Linked DNA regions of Sus scrofa: region 1 is linked to region 2. Evidence: chromatin contacts called from public HiChIP or PLAC-seq data. All regions are on one chromosome and are shown on one strand. Each heading gives the region's core, a stretch centred on a gene start, on an enhancer-like site or on the middle of the called end of the contact. The rest is flanking DNA. Distances are from core to core; before and after follow the strand shown. Region 1 overlaps DYM (dymeclin). Region 2 overlaps CTIF (CBP80/20-dependent translation initiation factor).

Region 1 (7,028 bases), core at 1,078-3,577, 630 kb after region 2:
TCCAAAAATCATACATATCCCAAAAAAAGTGCCAACAAATCAGACTAACGGATATTTTCTATCAGAACCACTATGTTTACTTTTACATGTTAAATTACTTATTCACCTATATTATCACGTGAGATACTGGGATATCACATTTATTTTACCTGGTGTCCTGGAATGCTCTTTCACTTAGTTTCCCCAAATAAATTCTTTCTTTCGTATCTTATTCAAAACTGAACTTATTCAGCAAAAACAAAATAAGTCATGGTCCTTTGGGGATTCCACATTAACTTCATAACTCCAGAGAATATACAGCAGATTTTGACCTCTACCACCTACTTAAAGGCACTATTTCCTATCAAACCTTCCAAATTGTCTAATAATCCCTGCAACTCTTGAATATACCTCAATGAATTTTTTTAACAAACAAGAAAGAACTCCAGGAGTTCCCTCTGTGGCCTAGCAATAACGAACTCAATTAGTATCCATGAGGTTGCGGGTTCAATCCCTGGCCTCACTCAGTGGGTTAAGGATCTGGTGTTGCTGTGACTGCGGCATAGGCAAACAGCTGCAGCTCCGATTCAACTAGCCTGGGAACTTCCATATGCTGCAGGGGCAGCTGAAGAAAAGACAAAAAAAACAAAAAAAACAAAAAAAACTCCACAACTTGTTTATCAAGTCCTCTCTATTTATCTGGGGACTCACGCTAATTAAGAGTTAGCGCTGTGAGCCTAACAACAGTTTATTGCATAAACACCTAAGTGTGGATCAAAATGGTTAGCTGAGCAAGTACTGGTTTACTGGCAGTAAGTATTTTAGTTATGGGCTCCCTTGGCTCTGCCATGGACTCAATTTCCCTTCTCTTTGCTACATTAAAATTAACAGGATAAAAATCAGATAAAAAGAAATGAGAATCAGAGCAATTTGTTCTCAATTAAATAAACCATATTTTACTTTTCTTGTAGTACCCAAAAAGCAATCAATTAAAAATTTACTGGGAGTTCCCGTTGTAGCTCAGCAGGTTACAAACCCAACTAGTATCCGTGAGGATGTAGATACGATCCCTGGCCTTGCTCAGTGGGTTAAAGATCTGGCATTGCTGCAAGTTGTGGTGTAGGTCACAGACTCAGCTCAGTTCTGGCATTGCTGTAGCTGTGGTGTAGGCCAGCAGCTAAAGCTCTGATTTGACCCCTAGCCCAGGAACTTCCATATGCCGCAGGTGCGGCCCTAAGAAGAAAAAAAAATTTCTGTGGGGATTTAATCAGGTCCATGGATGCTGAATTTTCAAAAGAGCATAATTCCATCCCACCTCTCCTAGAAAAGGCAACAATGAAAATATCATCATAGAGGCCATTACTGAAAATTTAAGTCAGACTTGATTTTTTATTTGTATTTTATTTTTTCAACCCTATAATGTATATGGTACAAAATACAAAGGGTTCCAAGAGTATATAGTAAAAAGTCTCTCCTCCATCCCTTTTCCTAACCACCTAGTTTCTCGACTCAGAAAATATTACTAGTCTCTTAGGATCATTTCACAGATTTTCTATGTATAGACAAACATATTTTCTCCTTTTTACACACACCATAACACATTATATATGCCTCTTTACTTTACCCAGTTAATATATATTAGAAATCGTTACATATCTTTTCATAAAGCACTTAATTTATTTTTACAACTCTATCACATTCCAGTTTTTAACTCCATAAATGCCATATTGATGAGACATTTAAGTAGCTTATTACAAATCATTCTCCAATAAGTATCTGGTATATATACGCATGTTATCAGTATATAGGTACAATAAATCCAGAGAAACAGAATTGCTGGGACAAAGATGATGTGCATTTCTAATTTTGGTAGATACTGCTAAAAGGCAGCAGAACATGCCACCTCAAAATATGCCACTTTGGCAGTTTATTTTGAGCTGCAGGCACTTGAAAAACAGCAACTGCAAGGTGAGGCCTTTTCTGAACCCTCCTTACCTGCCTAAGGACAGATTCTCCAAAAGGAACTCCAATCATAATCAGTTTCATCAACCAGGGAAGAATGACTCTTAGCACAGGAGAGCAAGAAGGTGACCGGACGTTGAGACAAACTTTGTCACCAACTACCTCTCTCTCATCTATTCTTCTAAGGCCTCTTCGCCTTTCCTAAAAACCATTTACACTCCCTTTAGAGGCCTACACCCCTCCCTTTCCCTATTAAGATAGTATTTAGACCTGAATTCTAAGCCACCTTGGGAGTTACTCATTTTTCTCTAGCTGTCTCCCATGTATACATGAGGAATGCAAGTTAATAACTTCTGCTTTTCTCCTGATGATCTTTTATCACAAGGGCTTCAGCTAAGAACTCAGAAGGAGAGAGGGAAGATTATTTTCCCTCCCCCACACTGCCTAGCTGCCTTTAGAGGTCGCCAACTTCCCCTCCCTTTGGCAATGCCTGTTTTTCCACTTCACAGTCACCGCAGTTTAATCAAACTTTTTGATCTTTGCCAGCTGAAAGGTGAAAATTGTTTTCAAGATGATTTTAATTTGCATTTCATTTCTTTTGCTGTGAATAAGGCTATTACCCTGTTCATAGCCTTTGCAAATTTTCTATCAATTTATAGGAAATTTTCCTGTCAAAGCTGGTAGGCTAGACCAAACTATCAAAGTAACTTCTCGATCCAGGATCAATATGAAACCTTTCTAAAGTACGAATAAACCCTGTAAGCTAAAAGAAGAGATTGAACAAAAAACTAACAAGGAAAACCAAGACAGCCAACTGAGCACAAAATGCAATGCCTCCTTCCCCTCTTTTCCTCACCAAACCCTGGAAATAATGCAAAACAATGTTGGTCAATCATTACACACCATGCTCAAAAATTCAAAAGAAACCAGAAGCTGTGAGGAATCCCAATAAAATGTAAAACAGCTAGAGATGGACAGAAAAGGGAAATGACATCCAGGGCAGGTGCCAGAGCCTTCCATCAAGGGCATCGGGAGTAGGAACAGCAACCCCAGGCCAGAGGCAGACGGTCAGCAAAGGGCCAGAGGCCAGGAGCAACAGGCCTGGCTAGGACACCCTGCCCACTCACCCTTGCCCTCACTCCCCTAGGCGGCAACAAGGTACTATCTGCTGAGAACAGAGAGGGCGGGCATTGCCTGAGGCAGCTGCAATGCCAAGGAGGCACACGATCAGCCAAGCAAAGACCACGGGAGGTACTCTTGCCAGAAAGTTCCACCTGCTCCCAACCCCCACAGAAAGCAGAGCAGAAAACCCAAGACTCAATGGCATCTCTGCTGCATTTGATTCATGCCAAGGACTCCAAACATACACACACACACACATCACGTGCATGCCCATGTATCTGGAAGTCCCAAGGCTCTTACCAATGAAAACCAGAACACAACGGAACTTGAAAAACCCACTATCCAATCACCTCACCTGCTAAGGTCCTTCTGCTCTTCCCTCTCACTGTGCCTCACAAGTGTTCCTTGGCTTTCAGCTCTTCTTTCAATGTATTAGTAACTGAGCCTCCCTCCTGGTTTCACTAGTGGCTTCCATGATATTACTTTCAAATCTTTCCTAGTCCCAACCTCTGAAAGGAATACCATATGCCTAAAACACTTAAGACATTTTTTTTCATCTTAAGGGTGTGTGTGTGTGTGTGTGTGTGTGTGTGTGTGTATATATATATGTGTGTGTGTATATGTGTATATATATGTATGTGTATGTATGTGTATATATGTGTATATATGTATATATGTGTATATGTGTATATATATGTATATATGTGTATATATGTATATATGTATGTGTATGTATGTGTATATATGTGTATATATGTATATATGTGTATGTATGTATATATGTATATACAGAGTGTGCATGCACGTGCGTGTGTGTGTGTGTAACTGTGTGGATGACAAAGCTCCTTACATAAATCTACACTAGAAATAAGCAGCATGCAATTGCTGATGTTTTTAGCAGAAAACCTTTCAAAAGACCTATCTTTAATCCAATGCAGTCAGTAACTCCATCTTAACATGTGTAAAACGAATTCCATCCTCCCTCCCAAACCAGTCTCCCCTCACCTCACTACTCCCCTAAAGTTCCTGTGATGTAAAAACTATCTTGAAATGTTATGCTTCTGTAATATATATGACCTAGCCCCCTAGATTATCCCTGAGAGGCATGAATCAGGCTTTACATTTCCTCCTTATCCCTAACTAACCTACAGAACACTGCTGAAGAGAAATTACTCAAAAAAAAAAAAAACTTATGAAAATAGCCAAGGTCCTATTGTTAATAAATCTATGAAAAGATCTTCAGTATTAAATGAGGAATAAAATACGCTAAGTGAAACAATAATATATCATTTTTACCCATCAGGTTAGTAAAGGTTTAAAAAAAAAAATCTAAATAGCAGTGTCATATCTGGCAATGTCTGTCAAAACTTTAAGTGAACATACTCTCTGTGCCAAAATTTTTGCTTTTTAAAAATTTATCTTATAGGCTCTCTTCCTCTCTTGCTCTTTGTGTCTGTCTCTTTCTCTCTCCCTCTCTACCCTGCCCCACCCCCCCCAGCCTGTCTGTGCCTGTGCTTTCTGCACACCTATCTTCTCTCTTTAAATAAACATTGCCTCACTAAACATTCACTGCCTCGCCAAAAAAAAAAAAAAAAAAAAAAAAAATTTCATGGGTAAACTCATACAAATTGAGAACTTCTAAACATACAGATTTTAATCATTCTTTAGAATAGCAAATACACAAAATAACCTAAATGATCATCACTTGGGGATTAACTACAGTATGGAATAAGGTTATGATGGAATACAATGTAGCCACTGAAGAATAGCACAGATGTCACATGTTAATACGTAAAAAGATATCCTAAATACCTCCAGTAAAAACAAAAAGACACAGAACAACTCATATAGTAGGATCCCATTAGTTGCAATAAGCACGTAAATTCTTATATATGCCTGGACATATTCTGGAAGGAAACATAAGGGCCCAAGACTGGTTACCTTGGAAGAATGGGACTGGAAATCTGGAGGGAAGGGACTTCTCACTTTATGACCTTCTATACTATGCTTAATTTTTTTTTAAACCATAGACATGCTGTGATTTAAAGTGAAAAAAAAAATCTTAAATAAACGTATTCTCTCTTTACCCTCCCCGCTTCAGGAAGGATTGGAAAGTACTTCTGGCTTGTGCTTTAAACTCTTTTAAGAGTGACTCCAGAACTAATATTTTGTCTTAACTTCTCAGTCAAAACCCAAACATAAATCTTTACTTGTTGAACATTCAATTTGATGTCTTGCTATCACCTTAAATTTTAAAATAGAATGTAACATTTGTCTCCCCAAATAAGCAACCCTTCAAAAAGTCACTATTCCTCTTCCTATCAATTTTATCAGCATTCTTGGCTCAACTTATCTCACTCACATACCCAGGAATCATTCCACACATGCCTCTTACACACTTACTATAAACAGTAAATGACTGCTTGCTGTAACAATGGGTACTGAAAATGCAAAAATGAATAAAATCAGGTCCCTGCCATTAATGAACTCAAAGCCTAGTGGGAGAGACAAACATGTCAATAAATTACCATTGCACATAAAAGAAGCTCAGTGGAGTTATTACAAGAAGCTGTGGAAATATACAGGAGCATCTAGGGAAGAGGAGACCACCTATACAATGGCACTAGTAACCCATTTACTTACACGGTCTAAGTGCTTCACATTTACTGATTCATTTAGTCCCCATTAACAACTCTACAAGGCAGGCACAATTTTATCATTTTACCGATGAGGAAACTAAGGCATAGACAGGTTAAGGAACTTACCAAATACCTGAGGTCCCAGAGACAGTAAGTCAGCAAAGCCAGAATCTGAACCCATGCAATCTAATTCCAGAGTTCCTGGTCTTTATTGCTTCACGGGGGTGACTCTCCAATGACCTCAACAAGTCTGATAGGTTCTTCTACAATATCCACAGTTCTAACATCTTTCAAACCCATCTCTCTTTAGTCCTGCTGCCTCCATGCTAGACCAGGCTTCTATAATCTCACGTCTCAGAACAAAAGCATCCTGATTTCTTTGCTTCCAATCTCTCCAGTTCCATTCACTTTGCACACTCACTACAGTAATCCTTTAAAAAAAAACAGGAAATTCAGACCAACATTGAAATTAAGACCAAAGGTTCTAATGTGACACAGACCCCTCGAAGTCTATATAGAGTCAGTCTGAATCTCCATTTTTAACCGCTTATCAAACTGCACTGCATGACCAAAAAAAAGACGTTACTTACAACTCTTAAGATTGTCTGAGGATGAAGCAAGATGACGCAAGCAAAGCATTCAGTAAAGGACCTGGCTCAGAGTATGCTTAGCCAAATAAAAAGTCAAATATAATTTTCTTTTTTTCCTTTTTAGGGCTCCCCTCCAATTATAGAAGTTCCCAGGCTAGAAGTCGAATCAGAGCTGCAGCTGCCAGTCTACACATCATAAACTATTTTTAATATTAGTAATTACCACTTTCATCATTTCACTCACCAGCTCAAAATTATTCAACGATTCTTCATTACCTGAAAAGCCAAATACCCACATGCAGGACTCTCCACAGTCTGTTGTTATATTTACTTACATATATGTTTTATATATATATATAATCAACTATACTTAAAAAAAAAAAAAAAAAAAAAAAAAACCTCCAGTCTGAAAGCTCACTTTCTGACATTATTTTCAATCGTCCTCCAAACCAGCTCTCTTACAGGCTCATTAAAAACACCACCTGAGGAGCATGCGACTAAAAATGCAAATGCCTAGGCCTCAAAGGTTCAGAATGGCAGGGTAGAGCCCAAGCATCTCCATTTTCTAAAAAGCACTCAGTGATTTTGACAAAAGTAGTCTGTGAACCTCAATGTGCAAATAAGTGCCATAACAAAGTAAGGTGAACCGACTTCTCAACACCTAGCATCCGCTGCTCTGCTCCTGCCATCCACACCTGCCTTCCACCACCACACCTGTCCCATAGCACCTTGAACC
Region 2 (7,332 bases), core at 4,133-6,632:
GAAGAATTTCCAGACTCATATCAGGGTGAAAAGAAAGAAGAGTTCATTGAGCATGGCACGTGGAGAGAAAGTAGAGTTTATTGAGATAAGAGATGCTGCCTAGAGCCGATGCTGAGCACATGGTCATGTCTGTTTTTTCAGCCCAGGGAGAGGCGTGGTCTTGGGATACACCCGCTGACGTGCTGATTGATATTGGGGAAAGAGGGGTCTTGAGATACACCTGCTGGTTGGTTGGGGGGTGGGTATAAGGCCCCTATAGAGGCAGAGTAAGGAGTGAGCCATATATCTTTCCTAGCAGGGGGTAGGAAGGAGTAGGCCAGGTGGCTCAAGTGGGGGAAGGGCATTACAATGAGATGAGTGGAACAATGATAAGGGACCAGTAATTCTTGTCTTGGCCAGAGGCTTTGAGTTCAGTCTCCTTGAAGGGGCCTTGAAGCCCAGCAGGGAGGAGCTTAGGTTGTCTTTGGGGATGACTGGGCTCCAGTTAAAGCTTGTGAATATCTGTCTCTCATTGGAGTAAGTGTATTCTTGAGCAGCTGCATGTAAACCGGAGCTCCACGTATTGGACTCACACCATTGAGCTCATTAAATGACCATCATTGCATTACTCTGGGTGTTGAGAAAAGTCTGATTAGCATAGTCTCTCTAACGTGGGGTTGGAAGCAGAATTACCTGGAATTCAGCCTGCAGGCCCCAGAGACTTGCTCTTGATGACATTGTGACGTGTTGCAGAAGAAACCATCTACAACGCCCCGAGTTCAACACTATCTCCTAACCCTAGTTCTGGCACGTCAGTTGGCGACTTTGAGCAGACGTCACAGTCTGGCTGCCCTCCACCTAGTTTTCCATTAAATGGGATAATAATACGTGTCTCCTACACCTGCTTACCCCATAAACATAATGATTGTTAGGGAGTACCTGTTGAGGCTCAGTGGGTTACGAACCCAACTAGTATCTATGAGGATGAGAGTTCAATCCCTGGCCTCACTCAGGGGGTTAAGGATCCAGCACTGCTGCAAGCTGTGGTGTAGGTCATGGATGTGGCTCAGATCTAGTGTTGCTGTACCTCTGGCGTGGGCTGGCAGCTGCAGCTCCAATTCAACCCCTAACCTGGGAACTTTCATATGCCCCAGGTGCAGCCCTAAAAAGCAAAAAAAAAAAAAGGGAATCGTTGTCCAAATCCACTGAAACATATCTATGTCTTCTTAAGGTTCCTCCAAGAAGGATTTCTGATTTTCATAAAAGCCTATTTTTCTACTGCCCTTGATGAGTCCCATCCATTCAAAGTTCCTGGGAGTGGCTCCTACACATCTTCCATAAGCCCAAGTGCCCCGAAGTCATGCTAGGGTTTGGGATCTAGATGTAGCACTATGGATAGCTCTGGGACCCAGCCACAAGGAAGGCTCTCGAAGGGGTCCTGGGACTGGTGTTGAGGCCCTATTGGGTGCCCAAGCTCAGCACTGTTAACTCCCAGTAAAGCAAGGGCTGCTAGCCTCTCATGGATATTTAGAGTCCTGCTGGAGGGGCAAGGCCAGAGCAACCAGAGGACAATTTAGGGAAGTCGGAGGAGGGAGTCAAGCCTTTTACATGCTGGCAGCTAGGGAAGGCTTCCTGGAGGAGGCAGCATGAAAAAAGAGGCAGGATTTGGGGGGATAGAGGAAACCAGGAGGAAGGAACCAAAGCAAAGGCTTGTGGGAGGGAGGAGCCTGGGGGGAGGGGCACAACTATGCAGGAGAGCCCCGTGGGATGAGACACTCTGTGCACTGCCAGCCTGGCCGAGGGTGTCCAGGCAGCAGCCGGGGGCTCTGTGAGTGTCAGCAAGCCCCAGTGTGAAGCTGCCAGGCCAGGCCGTAACCCCAGGTCACAGTAACCACTTGGCCCGTTCAGTTCCTGGCACTCGCTTCTCGCCATTGCAGGCCAAGACTGTTTTAATCCAGAACTAAAACTTCTACCTTAAGAGTAGGGAGCTCCCTGACAGCCTTGGGCCTTAGGCAGTCTTGGGCAGCAGGCAGGTAGGGCCATTGCACCTGTTAGGAGGCTCCAGACGCCAGGGTTTCACTGTAGCAGACAGCGTGGGGCCTGACATTTGAGGTGAGACCCTCCCCCCCACCGCCCCTTTCCTGACCCATCCAGTGCCTTGTGGGAGCGGCAGGTTCCAGGTGCCCACTTCCAGTGTCCCACTCAGCCCCTCCTGGTGGATCAGCTGCTTCCAGGAGCCATGTGGAGATGCTCTCCATATCCGCACATAGCCTGCATCGCTGCTGCTGTCTCACAGCCTCTTCCTCCCGCAGCAGCCCTTCAGCCTGCAGAAGAAGGGTTACTTACACATGATGCCTGGGGCTGGACAGATTCACAAAGTAACCTCCACAGCATTTACCTCCCCTTCCTCTGCAGAAGCCCCATTCCTCCTCTCCCAGCACATTTTTTCTGGCCAGCCTTGAGGGGTACGGCAGGAGACAGGAAGTCTGAAGCCAGCATCTTGCCTGGCTGCGGGCCTCAGTGTCCTCATGTGGTCCAGGGGTGTGGTCAGTATCCCCACCAAGCAGCAGGGTTCATGGCGCCTCCCGTTCTGCTCCCACAGTCCCTGGGCTTCTGAAGGTTGCGTGCAGGTCCAGGACTGGAGAGAGCCTGGGAAACATTTGGGGGCGGACTGGGGCAGGAAGAGAAGATGGGTTGCTGCTCAGAAGTAGGGGACTTGAAGGTGCAGTATTGGAGGCATCTGAGCTGCAGGATCCCCATCCCTTGCTCCAGCTCTGCCTTCAGCTGGCCCATCCTTCCACCCTTCTGACAGCTTCCTCACCCTTAAATTAGGGGGTTAAAAGTGATTGCATAGGTCCCTTTCAGCAATTTGTTATCCTAAAGCAGACATTCTGTGCATACAGACAGTGCCTGTTAACTGCCGCTGCTGCTGGTGAGTTGACCAAAAAAGAGCAGATGCTCCCCACGTGGAGGGGTCTGCAGTCCTAGCCATTCCTCCCCTCCCTCCTGGTTGGGGTAGGGAGTCAGCGCCTGCCTTGTGGGCAGAGCAGCCTGCAGGGGGTGCCGGCACGCAAGGCAAGCCTCACCTGCCTGCAGGCCCCTCCCAGTCCAGCCCAGCACCTTGGGTCCTCTGCGTTTTCCCACAAGGAAGATTTCAGCCATACAATGGTGACTCTGCCACAGTCACCCTCTGGTGTTGCAGTTTCCAGCCTCTGTGGGGCCCCAGCCCTGAGACAAGACACCTCTGGTCTGGGAGTCCCTTCCAGACCCCCAGGGTGGGCCTGCATAGTGCCATTCCCCCAGGGTCTAAGGGTTCCTGTCAGGTGTCTGGCTGAGAGCACTGTCCTTTTCCCCCTTCCAGGACGGCAGTCACTCTGCAGGCATTTATCGTGCACTGGCTGTGTGCAGATACTGTGCACCCTAAGTACTCATTAGACTTTTGCAAGGTGGGCATTATTAGTTCCATTCTACATGTGGCTAAAGAAAGTGATAGAAAAGGCGGGGGAAGTGCTAGAAAGCTTAGGAAATACACTTGAAGTCACACAGACACTTGAAGTCACACAGCCAGTCAGTGGTAGAAGCGGAGCTGGACCCCAGTGCCTCCCCACCCCCATTGCCCTATACCACACCTCCTCAGACTGTCCTGCTGCCCAAGTGCCTCTATTGGCTGGAGGGGTATTTGTTTTGGGCATGGGGCAGGACCAGGTAGAAGGTAGAAAGTAAGTGGGGGAAAATGAGATAAGAAGATGCCTTTCAGATGACTCGATTGGTGCCTCCTCCCCTGCAGATAGAACAGTGGCCATGTGATCTCTCCATTGTCATCTTATGGCTGAAAGAATCTGGAGATGGTTTCCAGACCTGAGCTCTGGTTACTCAGGGTCTGCTGCTCCCTGCCTGTCAGTGGGAACAGGGGGCAGAGGTGTCCCTCTCCACCAGGCTGTCCCCGGCTGGCCTCAGCTTCTCTTCCGTGGCCATCCCACCCACTAGTTTCCAGCCCAGAACCATCGTGATTCATGAAAAAAGTCAAAGGGAACTCAGGTCAGTTTGATTTGCTCCACTTGGCAGTCCCAGGGGCTGGAGGCTGCAACTCTGAGTTACAGTGGGTCCTGTTGAGTGGGCGCTTCTGATGCCCTGGGCACATGGGCATCTGTGAGTGCCCCTTTGTTGGCAGCTCCATGGTCAGGGGCAGTTTAAGTCTCCTATGACAGGCCCTGGCCACAGAGGAAGTGGATCATGTCTCAGATGAGGCTTCAAGCCTCTGTCACCTGTCTAAGCCAGAGGAAGGAGTGGCGGCATCTTCAACTAGTTGGTCCACTCCTCACTGCCCACCAAGCCTGAGAGGACAGGACATGAGGCCCGCAAAGTCAAAAGGAAGACAGAGCATGCACGCCTGCATGCTGTCTCATTTCTGACATTCTAAATTATTAAGAAGTGAGGACCCTGGGGTGTGAGCCGAGGCAGCCTGGTTGCTCAATCCCAAAGGAGCCCTTCTAAGGTTTCCCCGGCACCCAGCCCAGAGTGTCACTCCGGAGAAGGAGCCACACTGTGAAAAGCCTTCTTCCCTGCTGCTGCCATGCCTTGCCTTTTTTTTTTTTTTTTTTTTAAACTTCCCTTCCCCACCCCCAAGCTTGATTTATTATGACCCCTATGCATTTCAGCAGCTGTGGCTTCATTTCAGAATCTGGTTAAGTAGCCCAGAGTTCAAAACAGACAAAGTCGGAAGAGGGGCTGCGGGAAGGCGAGGGACACTTACTACAGCTCTTTCCCCTGTGCGCCTCTGTGGCCCGGGGTGCGTGCACATCCTCTCCCTGTAATCGTGGTGTGACCACGCAGACACTGTGGCTCTTCTGCCTTATAAAAGGGAAGTTCAAAAACATACTGTGCTGGTGCATTGCCCCGGGTGCCCCATTCCTCTCCCTCCAGCCCCGACAGAAGAGGCAGCCTGCTTGAGAGCTGGTTGGAATGAGAACCCCATGGGGGCAAGATGGCTGGAGGCTGACTGAGCTTAACAAGCACCTATAGAGCACCCGCTGTATACCTAGGGGGCAGAGCGCTGGGGTGGGGCTTCAGAGAAAGGAGTGTAGATGGTCTCAAGGCCCTGTCTCTCCCTGCCATCTGTCCCCAGGCCCCCACCTCTGTCAACCTACCCTTCCTGGCTGGCACAGCTTTGCTGTACTCAGACCAGACGAAGTATCTTTGTAAAGTACCCCATCCCTGTCTTCGAGGAGCTTCTGGCTTCGCCAGCCCCCTCCTTGCTGTCAGGCTCCCAAATGACCCCAGAGGGCTTGCTTGCAACAGTTTGTTCTCTGGACTTTGTGTTTTCCCCGTCGTCTGCCCTACCCTCCCAGCGCCTCCTGGCTCTGGCCCCAGCGCCAGCCCCTGTCTGTCCCTGCAAACACAAGTCAGCTGTGTGTGCAGACAAAGCCATGCGTCGCCGTGGGGGCCGGGCCTGCAGAAGGGACATTTCCAGGGAACTCTGGGGGCGGCGGCTGGGAGGGCAGAGGCGACTGTCTGATAGCAGGGACTCGGCGTCACTGTCTAGGGGACTTGGCCAGGCCCCAGGGGCCAGTGGCTGTGGGTGGTGACTGGGAGAGGCAGCCAGGCTGGAAGAAATCTGCTGTGTGAGAAGTGTAGGAAACGGGCTGGAGAGGAGAGATAACAGCCTGTTCTCTGTGTGTCTGCGTCTGCCGGCGAGGGTGGCTGGAGCCAGGCGGTCTGAGGCCGTATCTAGTGAGATTTTTGTCCTGGGTTGTGAAAGTGACCTATGGAGCCAGCAGCAGGGTTCAGGGCCTGGGAGAGAAGACGTGTGACCCTGCCCTCCCTCACCCTTGTCTTGTGTTCCTGTCAATGTTCCTCTGTCCCCTCTTGCCAGACAGTGGGAGAAGGGGAGGGGCGCGGCAAGAGGGGACATTCTTCGTACAGGGCACATGGTTAAGGCCTGGGTTTCGGTCTCGATTGTATCAGTGATTTGACCTATGAACTCAGATATATCCCCTAATCTCGCTGGCTCTTGGTCTCGTTGGCTCTAAAAGGGGGATTATTTATATCTACCCTGTGCATTGTGCGGGGTGGTTGGAAAGTTCTTATGAAATGAGGCTGTGAAGATAGTTTGTAAACTGTAAAGTGCCACCTAAACAGAAGGAGCTGTGATGGTTGGACTGGTGAATGCTGAGGCTGCCAAAGACAGAGCCGGGCTAGAGGAGCCTGGCGGGGGCAGCAGGAAGGAGCAGGGGCCCCAGGAGGTTCTGGGGCGGTGGTGGGTCATGGCCCCACCAAGAGTGGGCCCTGCGGGAATCGGACCTGGGGCAGGGAGGGAGGCCATGGAGGCTCTCTGGGATGTGGGTGTTGGTCTTGGGTTTATTGAGCAGAGTGTGGCCTGGCTTGGGTACACACGTCTCCCTTGGGAGACAGGAGAGCTTATGAGGCCCTCACCCATCAGGGGCTGAGGATGCTTGCCTGGCCTGGAGGATGAAGTCCCACGAGCTGTAGAGGAACAGAGGGAACTTTGCTTTCCTTCCTCAACTCCGCTGCCCATGGAGGCCAGGTCACCCCGTCCTCTTACCCGCTCCCCATCCAGACCCAGAAATCAGCCGTCTCTGGTGTGGAAAGTGTAAGAAGAAGCTGGCGGGCTGCTAGGCTGAGAGAAGCTGAGCTATTTAAAGCGTGCAGCGCCCGGGGGGCATGAGCGCCACCCACCCCCCAGGCCCTCTCAGGCATCTGGCTTTCTCTTCCTTGGCTGGATCCCAGGCCCCCAGGGCACCCAGAGGGCCACAGGTCAGATGCCAGGGGCTCTGGGAAGCTGCAGGCGGCAGCTCCTAGGGCTGGCACAGGAGGGCGGCTCCACCTCACCTCGGATTGGGTTCCCTCCTCCGGGCCTCCGGGCTGACTTGGCGGGGCCACACAGACTCCTTGGCTCCCTGTGCCTTATAAAGGGGGCTGGGGACTCTGGGGACATGTGGGGAGCTTAGAGTAGGAATGCCCGGCGCCTGCAGCCTGGGGCAGCTGCTGTCCCCCACCCCCACCACTGGCCACCGTGCTACCCAGTTTGGGGAAGCAGAGCCAGAGGGGAGCTTGGCGGGGTACACCCCTCTCCCCTGCCCCTACCCGTCTTCCCAGCACACCCCGGAGGACAAAGAGTTTTCTCCTTTTTCTCCAGTTGACATTTCCCTGTCCTGTGTCCTAACTCCTGTGCTGGGCCTCCTCTCCGGGTCCAAAAGACCAGTAAGTGCCTTGGCCCGGAATCGGGGCTGGAAGGAGGCCTGTTAGACACAAGTACCAGCTGGGAGAGCCCTAGCTGAGCGGTTTCGGGGGGCCAGGCCTCAAACCAAAGCTGGTCTACATTGCGTTCTGCAC

The links. HiChIP or PLAC-seq counts read pairs in DNA pulled down with a chosen protein or histone mark.
Region 1: a contact with region 2 is called in an H3K27ac HiChIP or PLAC-seq map of alveolar macrophages. The contact joins two enhancer-like sites. A contact is called at or near these places in 2 of 2 datasets of contacts at active chromatin or transcription factors (alveolar macrophages and skeletal muscle).

The regions. Positions count from the first base shown.
Region 1 is chr1:99,005,019-99,012,046 of Sscrofa11.1, forward strand. All of the region lies in intron 1 of DYM (dymeclin), which reads right to left. Among named protein-coding and RNA genes, the nearest start is that of DYM, 16 kb to the right of the region's middle. Within about 2 kb of position 2,328, at least 8 of the 83 cell types and tissues checked have an H3K27ac peak or open chromatin away from gene starts, as enhancers often do. A contact at or near this core is called in alveolar macrophages, where this site is marked.
Region 2 is chr1:98,370,414-98,377,745 of Sscrofa11.1, forward strand. The region is part of intron 9 of CTIF (CBP80/20-dependent translation initiation factor); the gene reads left to right. Among named protein-coding and RNA genes, the nearest start is that of TRNAD-GUC, 150 kb to the left of the region's middle. Within about 2 kb of position 5,383, at least 51 of the 83 cell types and tissues checked have an H3K27ac peak or open chromatin away from gene starts, as enhancers often do. A contact at or near this core is called in alveolar macrophages, where this site is marked.